Linked DNA regions of Mus musculus: region 2 is linked to region 1. The links are chromatin contacts, called in public Hi-C maps. All regions are on one chromosome and are shown on one strand. The core of a region is the stretch at or near the end of the contact, and the rest is flanking DNA. Distances in the headings are between cores, read along the strand shown.

Region 1 (4,015 bases), core at 972-3,471:
TGTGTGTGCTGTGTCCCGGACACAGTGAGACACATCTGTGATCACAATGATGAGATGAAGAAACAGGTGGAGCCCTGGAAACAGGTGGGCCAGCCTACTTGGTAAAGTTCTATGCTAGAGACCTTATCTCAAATAATAGGGGAAAACCATCCCAGGACTGAGGTTCTTCTCTGATCTCCAAATATATTCAGTGTACACACACATACACACACAGAGAGACACACAGACACACACATATACATATACTGCATCCCCACATTAATGAATATACACACACTGCATTCCCCATATGAATGAATACACACACATACACACACTGTATTCATCACATGAATGAATACACAGACAGACAGACAGACAGACAGACAGACACTGCATCTCCCACATGAATGAATACACATATACATAGACATACACATTCACTTAAGTAAAAAATTAGAGGTGGAGGTGTTCATCAAATCAGTTAAAATCAGAAGAAAAATATTTTTCACATTAATGTCAAACAAAGACAAAACAAGATGAATCAGCGAAGAGAAGTAGCAGGTTGACAATTTCCGGAATCTTGTTTCCTCGTGGTCACACCTGTTCCCATGTAGGCACGTCTGCTGGAGCTTTGGTATTTTGTTTTGTTTTTCCTTTTGGATAAACGGCAGTTTAGTTTTATATTCTACAAGGCAACACTTAATAAAAATTGCTGATAGTATGAGAGCTCGTTATTTACTGGGACTTATTATGTCCAAATTTAGTAAAGCCTGAAGAATGTTTTATTGCCCTCATTAATCATTAATGATCAGGGAGATTCTGAATCCACTGAGAATCACAGTGTGCAGAGCAATAATGGAATTTATGGAGGACAAATCTGGCTTAGATAAATGCTATCATTTATACTGTAGGTCCTGTATACTGGAAATAATGAGTTGTGATTAATCACATTTGGTTGCTAATTTTTGGAATAAGCAAATGTTAATTACAAGATTACTTGCCATGACATCATACGACTCTCCATTTCTAAATACTTTGCTCCGGCTCTGTATGATTCCTTGGACAATTAGCTCTTCCAGGATGTCTGATGACTTTGGCCGCTCCCAACTCTCCGGGAGTTGGGGTTTGTTGGTCAATCCATTGGCCACTGGGTCTTCCAAAAGGAAAAGCATAAAGAAAGAGAAATGTAAGAATAAAGAGTTTATCACTTCAATGCCAAATGGGGACTGGAGAGAGAGAGTGCTCTGTGGGTAAGAGGGCCTGTTGCAAAATCATGAGGACCAGAGTTCAAATCCTCAGCACCCATGTAAAATGTCTGGCATAATCATCATACCTACAACTCCAGCTCTTTGCAGGGAAACAGGGGTTTGGGACAAAAGGATCCCTGGGGCTTGCTGGCTGTCACACTAGTTCTAGATCCAGCAAGAGACCCTATCTCCAGGGAACAAGGTGAGAAGTGATAGATCAGGATACTTGGAGATCAATTCCTAGCTCTGTGCTCACAGGCATGTTCTCTTGAACAAGCTCTAGCATACACAGCACACACATGCACCATCCTCACACACATGCACACACACACACACACACACGCACAAAGTAAAGAAGTTAAAAATGCATGCCTTAACAAGTCACTGGGTAAAAATCATGTCTCAATAGTTTTCTCTAAATATCTAGGTTTCTTTTCAACACTTTTACCATCTATCTATCTATCTATCTATCTATCTATCTATCTATCCATCCCATATCTATCTATCCATCCATCCCATATCTATTGCCTGTCTATCTATCTATCCATCCATTCATCCCATATCTATTGTCTGTCTGTCTATCTATCTATCTATCTATCTGTGATGTGTATGTGTGTGTCTGTATGTGTGTGTATGTATGAGTGCATGTGTGTATGTGTGAGTATATGTGAGTGTGTGTGAGTGTGTATGTGTGAGTGCATGTATATGTGAGTGTGCTTGTGTTTTGAGGGAGTTGATTTTCTCCTTCCACCATGGGCATTCCAAGTATTGAACTCAGGTTGGCAATGGCCATCTCCAGCCCTAGTATCTGGTTTCCATTATAAAGCTCTGTGATTTTTTGAAGCTCAAGTTGCTGTTGCCTTTATAGAGGAAAAGAATCAGCATAATTTATTCTTGGAGTCGCATGTGACCGCAATCAAGTCTTGCCTCCGGGCTGCTATGTACACTAGTTTTTGTTGTAACAACGTTCATATACTCTGGGTGGATGTCACTGATCTGCTCCACTAATTACAAGGCTCAACTCCAGCTAAGGCTTGAGACATTCTTCTGGTGACTCTTATGCGCTGCTGTTTGGTTTCTATGCTTTGTATACAAAAGGTAAACAGCATGAGGTTGCCAAGGGCTGTCTGGGTCTGCAGCCCTGGTACACAGTTTCACCATCTGCTAAATCTACAGAGAGAAAGCATGCCTTTTCTGATAGAGTCCTTGAATCAGACCAGAGTTGGGGCTAGAGCACTATCAGCTCAGATCTTATTAATGACTTTAAAGATGAGCCCTGGAGCCAGTTACAGTGGAGGATTTATAAACTGCCTTCTTAAGAGAGGCCTCTTCATTGCGAATCATACATGTGAAGAATCAGCCACCTCCACACCACCGCATCATAAAATAAAGGGTGCCTGCTTGTTGTCCCAAAGATGGCCTTGCTTCTCAAGTCAAAAACGACACTGTGCAGAGCCATCCGCAGTAAGCTCTCTTCAAAAAGCCTACTGTCGGTGGATGGAGGCATTCGCAGCTGTTCCTAACCTCCATGGTTACAAAGACAACGTCCATGAGTTTTTGTGGTTTGAAAAACATATGCAGAGATGGCTACACATGCTGACCAGCTGTTTCTCATTTCAGACCATTAATCCACCTGTCACGAGAGAGGGCTCTGACTGACTATCACATGGCCTCAGCAAAGGGCGGGTCAGTGCAGTACTTTCCAGTGCTGACTCTTCAGCCTCATAGGTATGTGAAATAGGGCCCATTCTTCCTGCAAAGTGCTTGCATGCTCTTATAGAAAGCGCTCAAACCCGTAAGCAGAACTTGGTAACATAAGGGACAATGCGATCGATGCACAGGTCATAAGTAAACACCTCCATGGATTCAGAATGGTTTTATTTGTTTCATTATTGTTAAAAGGTGGGCTTGTTAGGGAGGGTTACCATAGTAACGACTACTGTTTACCGAGTGTTTCCTCACCTTACTATGTTAATTGCTTTATTATCTGTATAGTACCCAGTTCAAGTACAAATTTGTGAGAGAAGATCTATAATCCCTATTTTACCAATAAGTACACTGATATGAGAGAAGTTAATTGCTCAAGGGGATGAGACTAGTTAGAGTGGTAACTAAGACTGAATTCAATTTCAACACCAAGGTCTCAGCCTCACTCGTCTCTTTCCTAAACATGATCTAGGAGTAGTTGGACCACAGGTCTTCCATATCTCGCCCAGATGTTTCCAAAAAGTATCACTAACATCAGGAAATGAATATAACCATTTCATCCCTATGTCTTATGAGTCTACTAAAGTATTTGTCTTAATAAGTAGAGTAAATGCCCTAGGCAGAAGTTCTTAGGAAATGCCAATCATTTCAATTCATTCTTCTGTGTTTTGGAACATTGGAGCATATTAGGTAAGGTGGGGGGTTAGAAATAACCCCGTGCTTCTGTTTTATTAGGAAGTATGTTCATGACTTCTCTCACTGCTGTGATCAAATAGCTGACAAAAAGCAACTTAAGGGAGAAAGGAAGGTTTTATTTTGATTCACAGTTGGGAGAAGTACAGTCTTCATGGAGATGGAGGCATGACACTGAGAGCAGCTTGGTCTATAATGCTGACTAAGAAGCAAAGACTCTGCTCTCATAGTTTCCTTCCCTTTTCCTTTTTAATCCAGTCTAGGACCCGAGCTCATGGGGCAAGGCCATCCACATCCACTGTGGGTCTTCTTTCCTTGTTCATTCACTCTGGAAGCATCCTCACAGACACAGCTGAGACGTGTCCATCTCAGACTTGTCTTACGTC
Region 2 (3,897 bases), core at 170-2,669, 280 kb before region 1:
TTGTTTACAAAAGGGAATAAGTATCAAATCTGGGGGACATTCTCGAGGCATTTGTCACCAGAAACTAAATATTAAGCTATGCTGGGAGAAAAGCCGTGCAGAACAGAAAGGGAAAGAATTAATTAATAGGCTCTCTCTCTCTCTCTCTCTCTCTCTCTCTCTCTCTCTCGCCCCTGTCCACGGTCAAAAATTCTCTCTCAACCGGTTTGAGATGTTCTCTCTCTCTCTCTCTCTCTCTCTCTCTCTCTCTCTCTCTCTCTCTCTCTTCCCCAAACAAATGGGTATGAGGAGCCTCTAGCATCCAAGTCAGGAAATAAGTTAAAAAAAACATGTAAAAGGAATTTTGGTCTCCATTCTCCTGGCACCGTTGAGAACGTATCTGTGAAACTCTCTGGAAGGCAGAGTGCATCTCAATGAGCTTGCTGCATGTACAGCAGTCTGTCTCATTGGGAAGACAATTATATAAAGTTTATTCAGGATGATTTTTTTTTTTTAACTTTAGTACTCAAAGGAGCTGCATTTTCCATTGAGAGCTGACGAAAAGCATGGTATGGGGAAAACTCCGGTGAGACCCTCCCTGGCTGGTATACGTCAACACCGATAGCAAATGGTGGTCTGGTCATGTGATTCATCCCCCAGCACATACAAATATAGAACATGACCATAAATAGTAACGGACTGTGCCCTGGCTAGCTAATTTATGACGGCGGATCCAGATCGGAATGCCAGCTGGAACTCCCTTCTCCTCGTTGGCAGGGTTCACAGACACAGGGTTGTAAGAAGATGGAAGCTCTGTCCAGAGAGGACCACTTCAGTTATGGCTTGCTGAAGCAGGAGCCAAGAAGCAGATCTGAAGAAATGGCTCTTCCAGGGCAGCTAAGCTTTGGTGAATGAGTCAGCAACTTCTTTTTAAAATCTGATTTTTTTGATTCAGGTCTTAAGAGAGTGGTCTTGTAACCTTCCCGATTTATTTATTTATTTATTTATTTATTTATTTTTAAATCGGGTCTACGATGGCCCGCAAGAGGCCATTTCTTTTTTTTTTTTTCTTCTTCTTCTTCTTCTTCAGTAAAGAATGGTAAATAGCTGATAATTATTTTATAAAGAATTCAAAGTTATCTTGACATCAAACAAACAAAAAGGGTAACGAAAAATCATCTTAGTCAAATAAATGCAGTTTTATCCCTTGGTTGGCCTTTATCACCAACTGCGGTCTGAAATTCTAACAAACTTGGAGTGAGATAGTTGAAACAAAGGAAAACCTCTTTCTCCCTGAACCCTTCACCCCTCAGATAATCGCCCAGATCCGCAGTTTGTGCTAATCACCTCACTTCCTTTGGACAGCCGTTCTTTATCTGATTCAGGTCTTACACAAAGGCAGATGAGCTCATGCCGCCTTATCAGATCGAAAACAACAACAAAGCCACCCTGAGTGACAGTTCAGCAGGACAGGATCTTAGCAAATCCTCTCTGCCTCCACAGCCCTGAGCTTCCAAATAGCTATAAAGCTACCAGTCCCAGTCAGCGCTCACAGCTCGTCACCACTTTATGCTGCTAAAGCAAACAGTCTGGGTAGAGACTGTCAGCACCTGCTCGCTTTTGGATCAGCCTCCTCCCCGCATCCTGATAAGCCAGCGATTAGCTTTCCTGTTGGGATTCAGTCCTGCCTGCTTAGCTTCGGGCTGTCAACTCCAGCAGACCCTGATGCTATCACACAACCGACATGTCTCTTTTCCTTCTAGGGCGTTTTAGTCTTCGTTCGCCCGCATCTCTAGCCAATGTGGGCGGCAGCCTTCAATCATGAGCCCCTGTGCAATTGTTTAGGTCCTTTTCACGCCGTGTGCAGCAAAACTAATAGGAAAAGCAAAGTCAACCTTTCCTTTCCTTATTTCTCTGTCTACAACATGGAACACTACCCATAAGGCTATTGGTTACAAAACCCAAGCTGCTAAGCCAGGCACAGTGATGCATGCCTGTAATCCCAGCACTGGGGAGGCCGAGGCAGGAGAATTGCCATGACTTAGAAGTTAAGCTGGTATATATAGTGAGTACCAGGGCAGCCGAGAATACACTGCAAGAAACTTGGTTCAAACGAAACCAAAACCAAATATTACCCAGCCTTCTATCAGGAAGACAAATTTTTGACCTGTTGTATATATATATATTATTTAGCTTTAGTTTGCATGTTTCTACAGAAATTAAAGCATGCGTTACTGCCCTCGGGTGCCTTTGAGTTGGTCACACAGGGAATGCATTCATGAAGTGAGCATCTTGTGTCAATTTGAAAAGGAGCCACTGGTTAGATTCTGAGTAGCTACACCTCAGAGTGGTCCATCCAGGCCACACTATGAAATGAAGACAATTGAGCAGGATAGCGCAGAGAAGATACGGACAGGGTTTTACATTTAAAATTTTTTTCTTACAGTTTTTCTTTTCTTTTTTTTTTTTAAAAAATGTTTTCAAAATAAATGTAAAAATTATGTATTTAGAAGTCCATTAAAATATGGGCTGACAGACAGCTAATTTGGTTAAGTGCCTGACATGTACTACTTCGGCATTATGAAATATTGAGCAATTATGTGACTTCTCATGGCCCCGGTGAACCACGGGCAAATGAGGCTGGACTCAACTACATGGTGTGAAAGGAGCTAGGAAGTGTTTGTATAGAAACAGCTCTACAAGAGTAGCTGGTCTCAGACACACACCCAGGCCCCCTAGCACCCCACCCCTTACCCCCTAACCCCCCAGCCCCCCATTTCCCCACACCCCCATCACCCCACTCCCCTACCCCCTCCCAGCACTCAGGAAGCAGTCAGCTATGGTGCTGTGTACCTGTTGTCACAGTGTTGGGGGCTAGACAGCCTGCCTAGCATGATCACTGAGACATGCCCCCTGTCCCCCCTTCTCCCTTCTCCCCACACACACCAAAAATTATCCTAATTTTATTTACTGTCTGGTCATGGGCCCTGACAGCAGAACTTAATGAAGCTAATCATGGCTAAGTCCTTCAAGAAGACTCAGCAGCTACGCCATGACGCTTTCTGGGCATGAACTTCAGACACACTGCAGAGTTTGGCCTTGTTCAGTCATTTGCTTTTTCCCTTACAATTTCCAGACCTGCCACTAACACCAAGTAATTTACCCCAGACACGCTCTGAGATCAAAGCCACATGACTACTTCGGCATTATGAAATATTGGGCAATTATGTGACTTCTCATGGCCCCGGTGAACCACGGGCAAATGAGGCTGGACTCAACTACATGGTGTGAAAGGAGCTAGGAAGTGTTTGCATCGAAACAGCTCTACGCATGTGCAAATGCAGCAAACACATCCAACTGTTGGATTTTTTTTTAAAAGCTGAGATGGTTAATTTTCATTGTCATCTGGATTTGGAGTCACCTAGGAGCCGCCATGTTAGGAGTATAGGTGAAGGTATTGAAGGATTTAACTGAGAAGGGGAGACCCAGCCTGGCTATGGGTAGCTCTCTCACCCCACATGCCCACTGGCTGACATCCCTTCCTCATCCCACCCCCCACATGACGAACTGCACTCTTAGACTGGGGGCCAAACAAATCCTTCAATCTGTCTTTAAGTTGCTTTTGTTGGGTATTTTGTTAGAAATGAGAAAAGCAACGAAGAGTAAAGCCTTTTTTTTTTCTCCCCCCAAGATGGCTGGGGAAATGCCCTTTTAGCCTAGAAAATTCTTGTAAGTCTTAAAAAAAAAACTGCACTTGTGCTCTGAGAAAGATTTCTCTATAGCCAGATGAAGAGATCTACTCTGGTAGTCTTAGATGCCGGGAAAAGCCGTTAATTCCTCCTTCTATGCATCCCAGTGGATTGAATTTTCTGACTTTGTTTTGCAACTAGGAATAGCCAGTCTAAATGAAGATGACCT

The links. A called contact is a pair of places that touch in the nucleus more often than the background predicts.
Region 2: a Hi-C map of uterus shows a contact between it and region 1, with 3 times the contacts expected there. The contact joins two enhancer-like sites. A contact is called at or near these places in 1 of 484 Hi-C or Micro-C datasets (uterus), 1 of 115 datasets of contacts at active chromatin or transcription factors (embryonic stem cells) and 2 of 9 other capture datasets (embryonic trunk and macrophages).

The regions. Positions count from the first base shown.
Region 1 is chr13:46,286,782-46,290,796 of GRCm38.p6, reverse strand. Stmnd1 (stathmin domain containing 1) reads right to left here. Exons shown (of 5, transcript NM_001005422.1): 3 at 984-1,135. Among named protein-coding and RNA genes, the nearest start is that of Stmnd1, 15 kb to the right of the region's middle. Within about 2 kb of position 2,221, at least 20 of the 459 cell types and tissues checked have an H3K27ac peak or open chromatin away from gene starts, as enhancers often do. A contact at or near this core is called in uterus, where this site is marked.
Region 2 is chr13:46,568,978-46,572,874 of GRCm38.p6, reverse strand. The region is part of intron 4 of Cap2 (CAP, adenylate cyclase-associated protein, 2 (yeast)); the gene reads right to left. Among named protein-coding and RNA genes, the nearest start is that of Cap2, 69 kb to the right of the region's middle. RefSeq lists an enhancer at 1-1,555. Within about 2 kb of position 1,419, at least 122 of the 459 cell types and tissues checked have an H3K27ac peak or open chromatin away from gene starts, as enhancers often do. A contact at or near this core is called in uterus, where this site is marked.